2 separate regions of the Rattus norvegicus genome follow, and region 1 is linked to region 2. The links are chromatin contacts, called in public Hi-C maps. All regions are on one chromosome and are shown on one strand. The core of a region is the stretch at or near the end of the contact, and the rest is flanking DNA. Distances in the headings are between cores, read along the strand shown. Region 1 has its middle 24 kb from the start of Ropn1l. Region 2 has its middle 29 kb from the start of Ankrd33b.

What was found. Hi-C and Micro-C count contacts between places; a contact is called where the count stands out from the background.
Region 1: a Hi-C map of frontal cortex shows a contact between it and region 2, with 2.8 times the contacts expected there. The contact joins two enhancer-like sites. A contact is called at or near these places in 4 of 12 Hi-C or Micro-C datasets (frontal cortex, kidney, liver and 1 more).

The regions. Positions count from the first base shown.
Region 1 is chr2:84,138,349-84,142,997 of GRCr8, forward strand. No RefSeq gene overlaps it. Among named protein-coding and RNA genes, the nearest start is that of Ropn1l, 24 kb to the right of the region's middle. Within about 2 kb of position 2,858, at least 10 of the 93 cell types and tissues checked have an H3K27ac peak or open chromatin away from gene starts, as enhancers often do.
Region 2 is chr2:84,096,000-84,100,825 of GRCr8, forward strand. No RefSeq gene overlaps it. Among named protein-coding and RNA genes, the nearest start is that of Ankrd33b, 29 kb to the left of the region's middle. Within about 2 kb of position 1,657, at least 26 of the 93 cell types and tissues checked have an H3K27ac peak or open chromatin away from gene starts, as enhancers often do.

The sequences.
Region 1 (4,649 bases), core at 1,608-4,107, 44 kb after region 2:
CTACAGTCGGACACAAACACCATTGCATAATGGACAGCAAAGTACTGGGAGGTGTGTGTCTAGAGGGGAGGCACACTGTGGGACAGTCCAGGCCTGCACAGTGACAAGCCTGCCTAGTAATGCTGTTCACAACTGTAGCCGAGGGGCCTGTCAGTGTGTGCTCAGAGCTGTTGCACAAATCGTCCTAACCAGCTCAGAAACAGCAAGACCAAGAGGCACAACAAAACCACCCATGGAAGCAGGCTTTTCGTGCTCTCAGCTTTTTCCACAAATCTGATGGCGCCATCTTGGCTTAGCACTGGGTGCTCATGCCTGAACTGACAAATACCCTTTACTATCATTCTTTCCTCTCCTGAGGTGAACCCAGAGCTGCTTTCATTACCTGTAATTTATGCTACCCTTCGGCCAGAGAAATCAAACAATGTGGGCCGGGGAGGAGCATCAGGTGAGGAAGGGCTTGTTGACATGCCCGACAACCTGAATTCAATTTTTAGGATCCAGGTGGTGGAATGAGAGAGTCACCTCCCAAAACCTGACCTACGCACACACACATAAATAAATTAGTTAATGTAAAAGTTTGAAGAAATCCAACAACATAGCTGGGCATGGTGGTGCATGCCCTTAATCCCAGCCCTCAGGAGGCAGAGGCATGTGGAGCTCTATGTGCTCAAGGCCATCGTGGCCTACATGCTGAGATCCAAGCCATCCAGGGCTGTATCGTGAGGCTCTATCAAGAGATAGAACAACCCAGCATGTGCGTACAGGTGAGCACTGGATCACAGTGTGTTCCCTCAGCTTCTGCAAATTTGTACCCAGCCAGAAGCCCTGCATATGGCCCCACTTGTGAATAGAATCTTTGCAGGTGTGGTTTTAAGATGGGGCTACTTGGGTAAGGTGAGCGTCCTCACATGGGCCGTCTGGATAAAGATAAAGGCTCTGCGAAGAGGGAGGCAGGGATTTACGCAATGCATCCACAAGCCAAGGACTACTGAGGGTAGCCAGAGGCCAGCAGAACCTGGAAGAATCAGGGGAGGGGTCTTCCTTGTGACCTTGGGAGGAAGAGGGCTCAGCCAACACTGAGGTTTCTAGTCTCAGTGGTGTCTCAAGGCTGAGTGAGTCCTGTGGCCAGCCTGAGGTACTCAGGTACAGCAGCCCCACGAGGCTAACGAGGGGCAGGAACTGAGGTCGGGGAGCCCAGAGGGAGCTCCAGAGGCCGTGCCTGAGCAGCTGCCCCATTCATCTTCCCGGGGCTGACAGCAGCTGCTTCTCCTCTACAGCAGCAGATGCACAGTCACGGCAGTCTGTGCAAACCGCAAGTATTCACTCTCTCGTACTTTATGGAGGATGCGGATTCCCAGAAACCACCAGGTCCCCTCCGCTTCCACCTGCTCCTTCCCAGGAAACATGAATTCCAGCTGCTCCCCCGTTCCCAAACGCACACCAATGAAGTAAGTGTAACCCAGGCAAGCGAGTGTGTTTATCCCCAGCCTGGATGGCCAGGCAGACACACACTGCTGATCATGCTCTAGGAGGAGAGTCGTCAGGGCGGGCTGATGGAAGGCTCTGGTGAGAAGGCACTGCGAGCAGCTTCTGTCTGACCAGACCTCCCTCAGCAGTGGTCCCCTCTCCAGGTTGGTACTGAGAGTACCAGGCTCAGCATCCTCTTCCGGAGCACAGTAGCAGGTGCCCTCTGTCATCCACTTCTAGGAGACTGATCAATTGAGCATCCCTCATCCTCAGCTCCTGTGAGTGCTCATCCTACCTTCCTTTCCTGGTATCTGCAGGGCTTTGTCCCACCTCATGCCATACACTGTCCAGTTTAGTGTGAATGACAAGAGCAGGACCTACCTCCCAGGGGAAGACTGAGAGCTTCCAGGATGGTACCAGGGACCAGCAGTGCTCAGAGGGTGACGTGTTAGGAGACAACTCCAAAAAACTAAAGAGCATCCAGGTCAGTTGCATGAAGTTCATGAGGTGAGAGGGAAGTGTAAGCAGTGAGCTAAGAATGATTTTATACATAATTAATTAACCGAAGAGGTGAAGCATAAAAGTTAATGATGCACATTTATATAAGCTTGTGACTTTGGTGTTGAGTGATTAAGGGTTTTCTTAGATTTATTTTTATAACGTGTATATAAAAAATATAGCGTGTATAAACGTCTTGCCTGCTTGTGTACACGTGCACCACCTGACTCTGGAGACAGGAAGAAGACCTTGGGTCTTTGGGAACTGAAGTGATTGATAGATGGTTGCGATGGATGCATCGGTAGTGGGAACTCCACCCTGGTCCGTTGCCAGAGCAGTGTGCACCCTTAACCTCTGAGCCATCACTCCTCCGGTGTTCTCTCTTAACTACTGGGCCATCTCTACGTCCCCAACAATAAAATTTCCCTGGACACAAATGCACTTTTCACTTCACATTGTTAGTGGCTGAGTAGTCGTGGTAGGAGACATGTGTCCTGCAAAGCCTTAAACTGTTTCCTGGTTGATGTTCTACAGAGAAAACTTGCTGGGCTCCAGCAACCAAATTGATTTTTAATTGCAAATCCACTCCTGGCTAGTTTGGAAGCTTTAGTTCAGTTCTCCACCATGTTCTGCTTCCCTTTGCCCAGCTCCAATGGTCATGACAGTCCTATGTCAAGATAGTTTTATGAGACTTAGGTAGGTCCATATTTTCAAAATCTTACCATGGGTCCTGGAATGCTGACTTACCATAGATAGCATGTCAGTCAGCTTCCTGTAACTACAACCAAACACCTGAAGTAACTAAATTATAAAGTGAGGTCTGTTGTGGCTCGTGGTTTGGGATCTACTCTATGGCTGAGCAGACCTTTGCTTCTTGAGCTTCTCCTGAAGGCAGAGGACATTCCAAGAACATGGGACAGAGCAAAACTGCTTAATCCATAGCTAGGAAGTAAAAGAGACCAAGGGTGAGTCTTCAAGCCCCCAGGGGTTGAAGGGATACCCCAGTGACCTATAGTCTGTTTGGTAATGGCTTTGGCTTGGTGGGAAAGGCATGCGCACCCCCATCATTCTGTTTTAACATTTTAGAATTAAGACCAATAGAGCTTGGGAGAAACTTTCCATGCTGAAAGTCGGAAGTGGTGGTGAGATGAATAGCAGCAGCCCCTGTACATCTGCTAGGGAATACAGAGTTTTCCTCCCACGTCACAAATTAGAAGCCATCTGGGACTCGAGAAATCTGAGCTCAGGTTTCCTGGGTGTTTGCATATGGAGCAATGGCTGAAAGTTCAGAAAACATGAGTCAGTTTTGAAGAACTTCTATGCACGAGGTGGGGAAGCTGCTGGAGGTTTTCAGTGCTCATCCAGAAGGCCAGGGTGGGCTGGATTTCAGGAGAATGAGGACCCAGGGAATCGTGCAGTCTGTCAACTATCCTCTGGATCCATTATAAATCTGTTCATGGGTGCTGTTGAGAGATGGTGGGCCCTGTAAGAAGTGGGGTCTATTGTGGGTCCTTAGGTCATTGAGGGTATCCTTTTCAACACTTGAAGCCCTATCCTTGGTCTCTTTTACTTCCTAGCCCCAGTGGAAGGCAGCATTTCTGAGTCTGGGTCTCAATATATGAGTATGTGCTCTTCCTCCTTGGGCTACTAACCTCTTCCTGTGAATGGCAACCATGCAGAGAGGAGGACGGCAAACTGAGAGGATGGAGATACCAGCTTTCCTGGAGGACCCATGGAACACAGGAGTTCTTTCATGAAGAAGCCCTCGTCCCAGGGTCCCTTTAGAGAATCAGCCATGTGCTTTCATTCACAACATGACTTCATTGCAGCAGCTTAGCTTTTTGCTCCATCTACACGAAGGCCATTATCATCTGCAGACTACAGATGAGGGCAAAGATTGAGAAGTTCTCACCTTCAAAAGCCCACACTTAGCTCCAAAGCCAGTCTCTTACCTTGAAGACCCGTGCTCTGGCCATGTGCCCTCAGTATTGTCTGCCCATGAGAGACGGAGCAGCATCTCCTTTTAAGTTGTGTGTGGTGTGCTGTCAAGGAGCGTGTCCGTCTGGACCCAGTGAAGAGAAAGCAGCTGCCCAGTGATTTGAACAAGGAGAGTTTAATACAGGCTCAGGCGCTACAGCAGGATTGGCTGGTTGAAGAGAAGGGTATCCTGCAGATTGGAAGACCAGATTAAAAGACTGGCCACTGGCCCAAGGGCTGGAAGATGAGCTCCAACAGCTGGGAGGGAGAGAGGAGCCTACTGCCTGGTTCATGTGGACAGTCTGAGGACATGGTTTCATCTTGTTAGACATCTGCCCTCTAGGATGCCAGAGAAAGCTGCCCAGAGTAGAGCTCTCTGTAAGGTCTGCTGCTACAAAACTCTCTGGGAAGCTGTGTACGCAGCCTCTGCCCGCATGGAACAAGCAATCTATTTCTGTATACATCTCAAGCACAGTTTTGCATAACCAACCTTCGACTTTTGTTTCTCTGCCTATATTTTCTTTAGATGCTTTGGAACTTTTTCTGGACTAATGTGTGATTCTATTCAGAGTACGAACCCATGCATAACACTGGATCGTGAACACAGCATAGGGAAGAAACACAGTCAAGGTCCCAGCTCAGCGGCTGCTGTCTGAGCTGGGTGAAGCTCTTTTGCGGCCTCAGGACCCTGGAGAGGTCCCCTCGGT
Region 2 (4,826 bases), core at 407-2,906:
TGGCCTGAACTCTCTCTCTGCCATGTGAGGATATTAAAACGCAGCTAAGTGCATGCGAGTAAACGGTCCAGGGACTGAGGCAGCCGGCCCTCAACCCTAGACTTCTCCAGTCTCTGGTGTTTGGTCTTGATAACTCACCTGACCTCCCCTGTCTGTTGTGTTGGGTCAGGCCAGCCCATCTGATGTCCCCAATCTGTGGTGTTTGGGTTATGATAGCCCAGTGACTTCCAAGTCTCTAGTGTTAGGCCATGATAGCCCTGTTTGCTGGTGGCTTCCGACCTCGGAGGTCTCCTTACACTCTAGTTCACAGAGTCTTCCGCACACGGAACTGTGGGGAAACCTGGGCTCTCCCAGCTCCTTGTCTGCCCTTGAATGATGTCTCAGCTTTCATTTCTGTTTCTACCCAATGAGCCTTCAAAACTAAGAGGCTGGCAACAAAGCCCTTCCGAGGCAGGCTGGGGCGCCCTGTGTCAGTGCTTCTTAGATCACCACGAAAGTCTCTAGCTGACAGAACCAAAGGGCAGGGGCCTGGCAGTGGTACAAGTCTGGTGAGATGAGGATATGGCATTGCAGGAAGCAGAGGAACAGGTGACACCTCGTCAGGAATGTTGCAGAACTCACCTAGGGGTGGGAAGATAGGGAGCTCCTCAGCACAGTGGGATGCATCCGATCTCAACTATAATTGCCTCGATTCCAGCCACATCCCCACAAGATTCTGCCCTAGGGAAAAGATTAGCAACATTCAGACTAGTTAAATATATGTATATGTGTGTTAATTTATATACGTATAAATACACACATATACTACTTTATAAAACTAGCCCAAGCTAATGGTCAAAGGTGTCCTGCTCTGGGTTGAATTTTATTGGGCTACTTTTAAATGAATGCTTGTGTGTGTAGGGGTAGGGAGCTCAAACTACAGCGTCGTTTGCGGAGACTCGTTGGAAGGAGACTGACATAAAATAACAAGGAAAAGCATTAATTAAGCCTCAGAGCAGTGAGCCTTGGCTGGGATTGCTCCCACAGCTGCCTAGGACTCAGCCATCAGTCATCCCCCTGCCTGCTGCAGCCTTGTGCGTGGGTGGTGTGGGAGCTTCTATTTGCTCCTATTCTACCTTGCACAGCATGTTCTGCTAGCAAGGAGTTCATTCCTATCTTAGCACCAGGGTGTCCTAGATGATGAGTGTAGTTTGGAGTCACCCTAAGGGTACAAGGCACCTGCAGAGGATGTCACGACCAAGGTCAAAGGCCCCCAAAAATGTTGAGAAAGGAGTCTGGTTCCTTCCAGAGGTCCCCCAAACACTCACAGTTCATCCAAAGGTGTCGGTGCCTGCTGTGTAGTCTAACACTTACACACGCACACACATGTCTTCTCACACCCTCGCTCCACACGTCTCAAACATTCACACTCAAGTCTCACTCACATTCTCTCACACACATTCATGCACACATTGTGCACATCCATACACTGACACACATTGGCCATCTACAGTCCCATGTAGAAGACCCCAGGAGGGAGGGATGTTTGTATGAGAGAGACAGAGAACAGAAACAGAGAGAGAGACACACACACGAAGAGAGTGCATGTCAGAGTATGATTGTATGCATAAGTGTTCCTGGAACTGCGGCCATATGTGTGTGTGAGAGAAAAAGAGTGGGAACGTAGGAGGCTGTGACAGTGAGTGTGGGATGATAGTTAACACAGGGAAGGCTGAGATGGCCCTGTATAGAGCAGGTGCTGGATTACATAAGAATTTATGTAAAAAGAGAAAGGAGAGAAACACTGGCAGAGATGGCTGTGTCCTGCTTTCTGTTCCTTGTGGCATGTGAACCAGGCAGTGATTTCCAAGATTCTGCATTTCTTCAGGATTTTGCAGCACTGGACCCTCCCAGAGTGTCCTGTCAAAAACAATGAAGGCTGTTAAGGCTCAAGAGACCATGCTGAGTGAGTGGCCCATGGGTTTTGCTGGGCACCATCTTATCTGAATTCAGAAGCAGACCTCCTCTTTTCTGTTTAAGAATGCCAGTCACCAGAAGTTCTGGGAAGCACATCCCACGAAGCTGAAGTGAGTGGAAATGAAGATGTCACCTGAGGGAGAGATAGCTCAGAGGTTAAGAACTCATATTTCTCTTGCAGAGGACCCAGCACTCATACCAGGCAGCTCACAACCACAGTAACTCCAGCTTTAGGGGATATGATCCCCTCTTCTAGACTTGCAGGGCGACTGCATTTGTGTGTACATATCCTCACACAAACACACATGCACAGACATTTAAAAAGAAAAGTGTCACCTGTCCGTGGCAATTCATCCAGCTGGAAAGGAGGTAGGCTCAGAAGCAAATGCTCAAATGTTAGGATGGGTAAAGGTCACACAAGTGGATTTAAGTCTAAAAAATAAAAGGTCTGGAGGATGTAAATGACCACAGAGAAAGCTGCACTCTTTTTTGTTGTTGTTGTTGTTGTTTGTTTGTTTGTTTAGAATCAAGAGGTAACACGATCGTTGGAACAGCAGCTAGCATCCTAAATGTAAGCCATTCTAAGTTAAATCCTCCAGTAGCAAATCCCAATAGATCCACCACCTGAACTAGGGGCCTCCCCTACCTATATTTTGGACTCCATGCCATCCACTACCCCCCTGCCCTACCTCTACGCCCCCCCCAGTCCTTTCCTTGCCTCCTCTGACCCAGATGTACCACCTACTTCTTGCCAATTGATTGGTCCCTTGATATCTTTATTCATTAGGGGAAGGTTCTGCCACATTTCACCCTTTCTGTCTAATTAAAAAAGGAACTTTTCTCTCAAATATAAGCTGAGCACAACTATTACCATTCTGTAAGCTACAAAGTACAAAATACACCTAACACCCAGTCCATCATTTTTGTCAATTACATAGAACACTCTGTTATCTATCCTAACTTAAGAAAGGCTTAAAATGTGGATTATGTCCTGGTTACCTTGTACACTATCTGAAAACTCTCCTTTAATATATTCTCTCAATGTTAAATAGCCTGAGTTGGCTATGCAACGATAACCCCGTCAGAAACCTGAGAACAACCAATATTATCTGAGAATACAGGAAGCCTAACACAGCTTCTAGAACGGAGACAAGTTGTAGAGACAGCGGCCTCCCGATACAGCCCTAGTATGTCAGGAAGTTGGAGCATCAGTCTTCAGCCTTCTGGCCCAGGAATCTGACAGACCTTAGTGAAACAGGAATTAGTAAGGACTAGCTTATTCTGTCTTGGCAGAACTAGGCTGTCCTAACCTGTAATTTGTGTCCTTTTGGACAGTACAGGTGGCCACCGAGTCACAATGTACCTCATCTGGAGGTGGAGATGCTCAGCTGCTTCTTTGAGTCCTCAGATGGGGAGCTGTGAGGAGAGATACGTCTCAACGGGTGAGTAAATAACACTGAATGTCACATTCTGACGTTTTTTGAAAACTATCTATCTGTGTAAAGTAATCTGGACTGTGGTCCATTAACTACTCTCAGCTATTTCTAATAAAAATATCTTGAAAACACCCTAACAGTACACTCAGAGCCGTGAATTTGCTCTCTGGCCCTTACCTCATGTGCTTAATCATCTCAGCTCAGTCTGTAATGGCATTTACAGAAGGACTGAGTCCAAGACTTGGACTTCTAAAATTTTTGTAACAATAGAGGAAATTTATGCCAATGAAAACCCTGATTCTGCACCAAAACAAATTCTGTACCAATGTGAGAAACTGTAACTTCACTTAGTAACAATTATAAGGATTTCTACCAAATGAGATTAAGTCTGTACAACCAATTTTAGCTAATTCCTCCCTGCAAAATGATGACCGTTTCTAAATTCCTCAGGAAGGCCGCACCAATGATTGTTGTAGTCTCTGATGTCTGTCCTGACTGGATCTGGCTGAAAGCCCCTGAGATCAGGAGTTCAAGCAGGTCAGTTCAGCATGTCCGACCATGAGTCTCAAAACACAATTTTAGTATCATCATGATATCTATTTTGTTTGATTCTCTGGAATGTAGTCTTCCAGGAGTCTCCCTCTTTCAAATCTGATCCACATAACTCTGGAAAATGACCAGAGCCTAGCAAGTAGTACTCTTGAGGTGCAGAGATAGGCCCTGGGATCAGAGTTAGAGGCGTCAGGAACAGGACCCTCGGGAGGGGCATATATAGGAAGGTATTTAAAACCTTCATTAGCATGGCAGCAACATGATTGTATTGGTTGAAAGTCAGTTATTGGCTCCCTGAAAAGCACCAGGTGGGAAGTAATATTTAACTTTAGAGGCTTCCTTCTGTAGCCCTGCTGTTTCTCCACATCTCATTCCTGCTTGGTCCTGAGGAACAATGCTTGGAGGAAGGACATGTTTTCTCATCTCTGGCTGAAAAGGGACTTTGAGTCATTCGCCTCACAGAGGTCAAGGGTCAGAGGCATCAGTGCCGTGCTTACAGAATGGCAGCCACTTACCATGTAAAATCACCCAGAATGTCGCTGTCCTAAGTAGAGAGGTGCTGGAAGCCGAACATGCAGAATCTTTAAGATTTAGAAACAAAAATATGTATACTTCAGTAATAAGTTTATGTTTGTTATGTGTTGAAATGATAATCCTTTCAATGTTTTGGATTAAATAAATTGTTATAACCAACAGAAAGTCAATGACTAGTATAGCATACAGTCACATTGTTGTTTATTGTCAACTTGACAGTACTTAGAACCTGGTATGTCTGTAGAGGGTTATCTTGATTATGTGAACTGAGGTAGGAAGAATTGCCCACTGTGAATGGCACCATTTCCTAGACCGGGATTCTGGGCTGTGTACAGTGGAGAAATGGAG